Linked DNA regions of Arachis hypogaea: region 1 is linked to region 2. A link is a contact called in public Hi-C data. All regions are on one chromosome and are shown on one strand. Each heading gives the region's core, a stretch centred on a gene start, on an enhancer-like site or on the middle of the called end of the contact. The rest is flanking DNA. Distances are from core to core; before and after follow the strand shown.

Region 1 (5,076 bases), core at 1,740-4,239, 280 kb before region 2:
AAGAGGACTGAGGGATTAAGTAATGATGAATTTCCCTCTTTTGTTGGGGCTCTTAACAGAATTGATTCTCGCCCATCTTTGTGGTTTGTTATGCACATAGCCTCGCCAGGATAGAGATCAGGGGCCCTTGGGCTAAATTTAAAGGGCCCCACTTTTCTATATACATTTAATGGAGCTGCCACCGCAACAGTTACCCTTTCACCTTCTTGTGCGGGAACATCAACCGTCTCGGTTGCAAATCTGTGGGTGCGAGCCATACCAGAAGGGGTTTGCACCTAAATGGCAGGAAAGTTATAGATGGAAAGAGACATAGAAGTGAATCATCATAAAAAGAATTATAGCAACAAAATTTTATTTTAAAAATTAAGAAATTCAAGCACTAGTTTCTCAAATCTAAGAGCCTGCTTTCATATGACATATTTTCGTGACAGGCTTGCAACATTGTAAGAAGTAGATAAAAAGAAAAGAAATGTTGAAATGACAAAGATCTTGCATTAAAATAACCTTTGCATAGTATAATTGTTTGCAGTGAAAGTTTTACTACTTGAACAATGAGCATGTATTTGTATCTCATGGAAGCTATAGGTAAGGTGTCTGTTGTTTAAATGGCTTCCCTCGGATGACTAACCAACTTATACACAAGTCATATATAGGTCCTCGATTACAACTCTTGCATTAATCAGAGAAAGACGCCAACATTAGATGTCAAAGACTCAAAGGTGAGTGGAGGGTATATACCACCATAGAGTGAACAGCCGCAGGAATGCTTTGCTTCTTCATTTTCAGGAAACTTAACCCCCTTTCCCACGCTGTAATGTCCATGCTGCGTTCGGCAGGAGGAGATCCTTAGAAAAAGTGAATATTCCATGATCAACACCATGCACATACATAGCATTATATTAACTTAAGAGACAGACACTCAGACACTGATTATACCAAAAATAAAACGGGAAGAAAAAAGATGATATTGAATGGCTCATGTATGGTGCTTCGAGCAGCAAATATAGAAAACACAAAAGTTTATAAAAACTCAAATCATCCAACAAAAAGGTTACATATATCCTAACTAAAAGTAAAATCAAAGGGAAAGAAATAAGAGGACGATACCAACCTGATTTCTTCTGACTGAATACTAACTATGTCACCTGAAACAAGCTCATACTGGTAGCGACACTTTGAACAAGATACAATCTGCAGAAGAAATGTCCATATACACCTTATAACTATCACAAAGATCAAGAGTCGTAATCATACGAGATCTATCCAGAATTTGACTAAAAGACAGATGTCAACCAAGGTCTATATAGCATAACATTACTTCACTTGCTCTTGTCATATAAGTTTGGCCTTAATGTCATCATAGCAGGCATGAAGGTTTGGCAAGAATTTTTAGTAGCCCTTTTTAGTTTTCACAGATCCCATGGGTGCTATGGATACACAATTTATTTGGTGATTAGACAGATATTGACTCGTCCTTGACTTATTCCATTATTTGGGGCCCGTATATTTTACAGAACATCAAGATCTCTACTCTACAGAAAGAAGGATCAAGAAACTGTCTGCATGTATTGATCAAAGCAATAATACAAGTACCACGTATCATAATTCAAATAACAAATGAAATCATCAATATGTCTGCCACTCAAAATGATTGCATCCGTACCCTAAAACCGGTTATGGGCATCATAAATTCACAGTTGACATGGAGATACCTGAATACCTTGTTGTGGCTGTGCAACTGCAACAGCTATCTGACAACTAGGACACCTCACTACCTTTCCAAATCGGACCTGTGATAAGATAAAAGGAATATACAACAATATATAAATGAAATTTACATCACTGAAACAAATTCAAGAGCCGAATATATCACATGCACGTGTATAAATTAGTAAGAATGCAGAACCATAAATAAAGCAGTGAAAGACGAGAAGGAGGATATAAGTGCTTAACCATACCTCCTCACCAGGGGATACCCCAACCTCACAGATATATTTGAGCACCCTAAGGGCATCAGAAACCCTCAGAGATGCCGCCAAACCCTGAATCAAGATCGTATATACATGTGCATTTGGCCTCGACCACTTCCATCCCTCAACCAAAGGTCCATTCCCGCCAACTGATCATAAAGCAAGAAAGTATCATTAAATAGCAGCTAAACGCTAAGCAAAGCCGACACAATGAATACACAACAACACCACAATAAAAAAGCTTCTCCAGCAAAATAACCTCTCAGGTTTCAGCAGCAACATGAACTTCATCTTCTTTAATTGTTAAAAGAAATTAAAGGATAATACTATACAGTGTGAAATGAGCTAAAATTAAAGGAGAAATTAAGCTTAAAGAAAAGAAAGATATAGCGATGGAAGCATTCGTGACCTGAATCGAGACTTGCGCGCATGGCGTAGAAAATGGACAACGCGAGCTCGGAATTGTTCCGCTGAAGCGCGGCGGAGATGATGGTGGAAGAATCGTCAGCGGAAACGAGGCCGCCTCCGTTTCTTGAAGAGTTCTGTGCGATCATGAGCAAGGCATCATCGGCGTCTTTGGCAGAGGCGGCGACTCGGAGGAGGAGCTGGTGGTGGTCGAGCTGGCCGGCATCCTGAGAAATCTCATTGTGGCTTTCACTAAGGGAAGCTCTGGAGAGGTTGTTGGAAGTGAAGGGAAGAAACGGAGAAGAGGAGAAGATGAGAGTTGGAAGAAGAGTGTTGGAGCTGTGGTTTGCACAGGTTTCGGGGAGTTTGTTGAGCGGAGAAGAAGAGTGACGAAGGAGGAGGCGAGAGAAGCATGGAGAGCACAAGTTCAGTGTCATAACGGGAATCTTCTAGAAGGACCGGTGCGAAGCTAAGGTTGGTTTCGAAGCAAGTGGCGGTTATGGGGGCGGGGGTTGCTGTTTGTTGGTATGCAATGATGAGATGAGGAACGAGGGGCTGTCAGGATTTTTGTGGGGAGTGAAACTTGAGTGAGAGTCCGTGCTGCAAAATTGGATAACGAACTTTTTCGGCCGTTGGATCTTTTCGCATCTAAACAGAATAATAAAATGGAGGTGCGGGGAATCGAACCCCGTGCCTCTCGCATGCGAAGCGAGCGCTCTACCATATGAGCTACACCCCCTGGATGGAATATTGGATCAAGATAAATAATCTCACCTCTAAATATTTAGACTATAAGTTTATGCAAATTTAACATCTAAGACGACACATTTCATTTCCCATAACATATGTTTTATAGGCACATGAAGTACCAAAAATTTATAGAAGTTATTAGCGGTTTTCCAGTTTATTCTAATTGATATAACCTTCCAAATCAACTCCAATTAGTTTGACACTATTCCAAAAACGTGTTCTTCTATTTTAGGATTAATTACAATTTTAATTCTTAAAGTATAGGTTTAAAATTTTTTTTATCTTTAACTTTTTTTTGTATATAAAATGTCTCTAAAGTTTAACTTAATTTTAAAATCGTCTTTTTTATCAAAATTTAAATTTTTATTACTAAACTACTCCTAATTAAAAAAATATAAAATAAAAAAAAAAAGAAAACACGAGAAAAAGGAAAAGCGCAAAACCGAAGAAGAAGAAGGGGGAAGGTCAGAGGGGAAGACAAAGAAGGGAGAAGAGAAAGGGTGAGGGACAGACGAGGGGAAGGGCGAGGGACGGACGGACGTCGACGCCAACAGATCCGTAAGGGTGGACGTTGCACGCCGCTCGCCATTTCTGCTCCTCCTCCTCGCTGGTCGTCGCTGCTTCTCGTCACTCGCTGCTGTACTTCGCGTCCTTGCCACTGCTTTGCGTCCTCACTGCTGGTCCTCCCTATGGTTCCAATTCTGTTTTTGATTTGTTGATTTTGTCAATTACATTGCTCATTCTTCTGTTAATTTATATTGTGAAATTTTTTTATTTGTGAATTTATTGATTTTGTTAATTACATTATTTCTTATTCTATTATTATTGTTGATTCTAATTCTATTCTGCTTCCATGGTTATTTTGCTTCAGTTTCTTCTGTTTTTGATTCTGATTCTATTATTCATTGTTGTTGTTGATGCTTCTAGTTGCTTCTACTTTAGTTTCTTTTGTTGTTGTTCTTTGGAGTTGAGAGAGATAGTGATGGAGATTATACAGATTTATTTTTTTATTTCTATTTCTGTTTTTTTTTTTTTTATGTTTATTACATTGTTTCATTCTTATTGTTGCTGATGCTTTGATGAAAAAGAAGAAAAAAAAAGAGATGATGCTGTGATGGAGAAAAAAAATAAAAATAGAAAATGAGGATTTTGGTGAAGAATGGAAGGGATATTTTGGTTCGAATAACAATTTAAAATCAAGTTATACCTTAGGGACGAATTCGAAATGCAAAAAAAAAAAAAGATTCGGGACGAAAAAAATTTTCAACCCCTACCTTAGGGAGCAAATCATACTTAACCCTCTATTTTACTATCACTTAGGCTTTTGACTTTTCTATACATTTTATGATTTTAGTAAAGCTTGTTTCATGTTTGTGTTTGGAGTGTAAAAAATAAGACGATATTAAACTTGTTCTATCTTTTTTCTTTCTAAATAATTATATTCTTTTAAAACGGATAGTATTCTAATACCAAAAATATTGATATGATATATTTTGGTGTTAGTATACATACCTCTCTTTCTTCAATTTATTTTAGAAAAGTATACTTTTTTGTAGTTATATAAAATTAGTGTTTAATAAATAATTATACTAATTATCAATCATTTTTATTATCAATCATTCTAATTATACTAATTTTTAATCATACATAATTAACATTTATATGATATTTACATTAATAACATCTCTTTCTTCTCATCTTATTTTAAGAAAATATTTTTTTATAATTATATAAAAATCAATATTTAATGAATAATTAAACAAATTATCAATCATTCTAATTATATTAATTATTAATCATTCTAATTGTCAATAATTATAATATAATTACTATTTATATTATATTTACGGTAATAATTTTGTTATGCACATGTATATTAATAACACATAAATTGATATACTAAAGGTTATACATAGTGCCATGTATGAGATTTATGAGTCTAATATTTAGA
Region 2 (5,123 bases), core at 1,365-3,864:
ATCGCAGATATGTGGATATTATCCGATCTATGTGCAGCCCTACCTTTTTGTTTTTTAACTCGCTTTTGTGATAGAAGTTTTCAAATAAATCATGTCATAACAAACTTAGTTTAAATAGGAATCAAGTTCCTTGTTTACCAATTACAAGACAAATGCACTCTTCAATTGAGTTTTTTCTGAGTTAAATCATATATTTAGAAGAAAAATTATTAAAAGTCATAATTTATTCTCCTGATTATTCTTTTAACTTTTAAATAATTTTTAAAAAAAATTATCTTTTTAAATTTTTATTTATTTAAACATCAAGAGAATAATTTAAAGGATAAATTAAAACTCTTAGTTATTGCTCTTTTTAGAATGCTTAATTAAATAAAAAAATCTTGCTATACGTTAAAAGCATTTGGAACCAAATCCGAAGTGATTTTACCAATTAAAATCTTCTCTTATTTAATAAACACCCAAAATGCAAGCTTCAATTTTCAAATCAAATAGTTTTTTTTTTTTTGTATGCATGTTTAAAATTTAAAAAGGTAAACCTTGCTGCACAAGTAGTTCCCAACCTGACAAAATTGCCCCAAAGAGGAGAATGTATATGCTTTCATGGCTTTGATATTTTCTTTTTTATAATAATAATTGAAAAAACAACAACAACTAATTAAATAAACTAAATAACGAACTTGGTTTGGTCAGCTTGATGATACACTTATGTATGCAGTAATTTATTTGTTAGGGACAACAAAAAAGCAAACTAAATTCTGTAGACTTCCTTTTGATTTTCTCTTTAAGCTGTCTTCAATTTAGAAAGAAAATCTTATGAGATCAAAACAAATTTCGTTAGCTTCAGTCGCTTGATACATTTTAAATATGGGTCTTTAATGAAACCTTCTATGGCTTTAAAGAGGATCTCACATTTTGAATTTTCAATAGTACAAACACAATAGTAAAAATTCTCAAAAAAAAAAAAATTGTTACAACGTAGTAATGCAATTATCATCCAACATAATACAATTTAACAAGCAAGCAAATGTCAAAAATATAAAATTAACGATGGTGCACAACAAGCATGAGATGCGCAATTTCTGTTGGCAGCTTGAAGAAACTCCAAAGTCAGTTCATATCAAACTGCTATAGGATATTTTCCTAGTCAGCTACACCAAATGCAACTAATATGAATTCTCAAGTCATCATCTACATATACTGCTTGAAGACATACCTGCCATTAAAATGTAACTACACAATTTGGTCAAACTGGTGGAGCAGGAGCAATCTTTCTAGTACTGAAGAAAGTAGCAAAAGGCTGCTAGCATTGTTACCAAAAACAATTTATGTATAGCTTCAGCAATAAAATCATTTTGAAGAGCATTTTTTAAATGTAATTTTATATTAAAGGGCTTCTGGGGTTGCTTTACAAAGAATCCACATTTACTTGCGAATCTGGCGAAAGGCATATGTGAAAAATGGATACTAACTTGCTAAATTTTTAATAAAAGGCTATCTCGCAAGGCTAGGTAAATTTACAATAATTAAAATATATATTAGAAGAGAGAAAATGGATTGCACTCACCTCCTGAAAAACTCAGTAACATATCGTATCACGAACCACATTAATACAATCAGCAAAATATCTGGAAAAGTTTAGGAACATATACAAGCAGTACCACAACAGACAAGATTGCACATGAATTCAAGGCACTCAACTTTGCGCTGTTTGTCGAATATTGTTCTGAAATAACTTTTGGAAAGAAAAAAAAAGAAAAAGAAAAAGAAAATGTAAATAAGGTAAAAGCCATGTAAAAGAGACTGCAATAGAGGATACTGAAAGTACAGCGTTCCCACCAATCCAACATATAAAGCCCAAAAGTAACATTGTAGAGGAAGATCTTGCGCTGAATCCAATTCATTTCACCCATGGCTGCAAAAAAAATAACAGTAATTTTGTTCAGAATCAGGTACTCAACAGCAATAAAACTTATTTTAAAATACTTTTCAGTATATATCATGCTCAACAGAGCAAAGAAGTGCCTCACTGAGTCCAACTTAGTATGCCCAACAAGGTTTTCAGGGGCGAGCTCCTACACAACCATGAGAAAGAGTTGCAAGAACGTAAAAATGTAGCTAAGAACGGAAGTTCCTACTAGAATGTACAATATTTTATTATACAAATACATACATGCGCAAATTAGTGACAATTAACACAATTATACTTGTATTGACAATGGATAATGTCATCATTCACAAATTAGATGAGTTTGGTTGCGTGATTTTAATAAATAGATGGCATGCAATCATCAAACGAGCAAACAAATCAATCCAGATCGACAACCAATGGGTACGGGTAGCAGTGGACCAGATCGGGCAACATGAAATTTGCAAGTAAAATATTAGAGCTTTCATGAATGTATATGTTAAGACAGCAAAATATTCAAATCAAAGAAGAAATAAGAGAGCATATGAATCAAGACGGAGGCAATTGAGAGAGAGACAAGACAAGACAACGTGAATACCTTTGGCTTATGGATCCAGATAGAAATGGAGGGAAAGAGAGAAGAGAGACAAGACAACGTACGAAGACAAACTATGTATCAAGTAATGAAACCTGGGGGCTACCAACATCACTTTTCACTTAGCCATATCAAAATTATAAAAATATCCATGTCTTGGGGCTACTAACATCACTTTTCACTTAGCCATATCAAAATTACAAAAATAACCATGTCTTAATTTTCTTATTACTAACGAATCTGTCTTCGTAAATCATGTTGAATTGTTGATCTCTTCAATTCAATTCAATAAACTCCGAACGTCACGTTTCTAAGCTAATCACCAATCAGCTATAATAAGCTTTTAGCTTGGGCCACCCTACAAGCTCAAAATTCATATTCAATTCTTATTAGTAAAAATAAAAACTGCCTTTTTCTATAGACAAAGGGGCCAAAGGCCCAACAAGTAATTACCACATACAACTAGCACGAGTATTGGGCTAAGTTAATTATAAGAAGATATCTTGGACTCGTCCCTATTTCTTCCAAAGCCCTTACTCAAGTCCAAATATGTACCCATACCACTTCATTCCAAAATGATTGACCAAACATTAAGAAATGTATTTTGTAGCTAGATTGAGTGCTAGTTTAGATTGGCTTTTTTAGTGAAAAAAAATACTTTTTTTTAAATAAAGTACTTTTATTAATTTAAAATTTATTTGGATATGTCTTTTAAAAAAAATATTTTTATTAAAAAACAAAAGCAAAAGACGTTAATATTTAAAAACTCTTTTTAAAAATTCTATCTAAATGTGAAATAATTTTTGTTTGTTAAAAAAGATCTTTTTTAAAAGGATGAAAAACATAAGTACTTTTTTCAAAAATCAATCCAAACTAACCCTGAAGCCAACGTATAACCTAATAATATAGTGGTAAAAAAAAAACCTAATACTATAACCGTCGTTAGAGGTTTGTACTAAACTACTAATTACATATCTCGTACTTTTGAAATGACCACACCCATGTTTTAGACCGGTTGAATTCAGTTGTGAATGTGACCTTTGTACGTGAATATGTAGTGTGAGTGAGTGTTTGAATATAAAAAGAAAAAAAAAAAGAAGTTCTAATACTATGACTAATATCCAAAAGAAAAACATAACTAAATGTATACGTAGTGGAGCCAGACATAATTGCCTGAGGATCGTGGTAGAGGCTGTACTCCACCAAACTGTGGAAGAATTCGATCTACCTGGTGTCAGTCTATGACAACAAAATATATCAACGTTGTCACGCTCCTCCATAATGCCATATGCCGAGGCTCAAGTATCTCTGGGTGTACCACCTGCACTACGTCGTGAGAGCTATACGTCATCCAAGTGAACTGTGCAAAGAAATAGTTTTGGAATGTCATTATTAGATATACAGTGTTGCCAAGCTGACATTAGATATTAACTATTTAGATTTGACAAAATACTCAGGTCCCTAGCCTGAAGGAGATCTATCCTGAGCCTTGGTGTGGAATTTATAACCCACAAACTAACCGGCAAGTGCACCAGGTCGTACCAAGTAATACCTCAGGTGAGTGAGGGTCGATCCCACGAGAATTGATGGATCAAGCAACAATGATTGAGTGATTGGCTTAGTTAGACAAATAGAAAAGTTTGACTTTTCTTACTAACTATTTTAATCATGCAAGATTTAATTCATGACAAACTATATGTGACTAAACCCTAATTTTTTAGACCTTTTTAGTCTCCTAAAATTCATCAACCGCCAATTTCTTGGTCACTTAATTCCAATTAGAAGGTGAAGTTCAATTCTAGTTTATATGCCACAAAAACCCTAATTACCCAAATATAAAAGGATTATATGTCACATATCCCGTTAAGTCCAGATAATTAGAAGTTTAGGAGAATATGTTTTCAAGCTCTTGTTCAAGTAAAGAGCTTTTTCAAGTTATACAAGAACTCAATTAGAACAATGGTCAAACTTCCGTTCCACCCAGATTCATAAAATAAAGGACGAAAATAATTCTTGAATTCTAAAACAATACATGAATTAAAATAGAAAAATAATAGTATCAATCCATACAATAGACAGAGCTCCTAACCTTAACAGTGGAGGTTTAGTTGCTCATAATTCAGGGAGAAAACTAGGATTCTGAAAACTGTAAATTGCGGAATGAGGTAGAAGAAAAGAAGATTCTTTTCCCTTTTATATCTAATCCTAATTAATGTAAAATATATTTTTAAAAACTAAAATAATATCTTTTCCTAATTATAAATAAAATAAAATAAAATCAAAATTTATTAAACTTCATGCGCAGCCTTGTATGAGTGCATGGGGACCATTGGATTCGTTCAGGTCCACGCTGAACTTGGGAATTCTCAAGTTCAGTGTGGATGAGAGCAGTATGCGTCCTTTGGAGCTTTGAATCCACACTGAACTTGGAAATTCTCAAGTTCAGCGTGGATTGATGCGCACATTCCCCTTTTGATCCTTCAAACTGGCGCTGAACTTGAATAACTTCAAGTTCAGCATGGAGTGCTCGCACAAAGTGGAAGAAAAGGATATACTATTATATATCGTTGGAAAGCTCTGTAAGTTAGCTTTCCAATGCTACTAGAATCATATCAATTGGAC

The links. A called contact is a pair of places that touch in the nucleus more often than the background predicts.
Region 1: a Hi-C map of leaf shows a contact between it and region 2, with 1.7 times the contacts expected there. The contact joins the promoter of LOC112732432 here to the promoter of LOC112735972 in region 2. A contact is called at or near these places in 2 of 8 Hi-C or Micro-C datasets (both in leaf).

Annotation. Positions count from the first base shown.
Region 1 is chr13:100,365,790-100,370,865 of arahy.Tifrunner.gnm2.J5K5, reverse strand. LOC112732432 reads right to left here and starts at 2,989. Exons shown (of 11, transcript XM_072212166.1): 1 at 2,380-2,989; 2 at 1,959-2,119; 3 at 1,721-1,790; 4 at 739-845; 5 at 1-275. The coding sequence starts at 2,812. It overlaps TRNAA-CGC (transfer RNA alanine (anticodon CGC)), which reads right to left and starts at 3,114; the gene lies at 3,042-3,114.
Region 2 is chr13:100,086,251-100,091,373 of arahy.Tifrunner.gnm2.J5K5, reverse strand. LOC112735972 reads right to left here and starts at 2,614. Exons shown (of 4, transcript XM_025785368.3): 1 at 2,505-2,614; 2 at 1,817-1,912; 3 at 1,565-1,625; 4 at 889-1,213. The coding sequence starts at 1,910. The coding sequence ends at 1,189.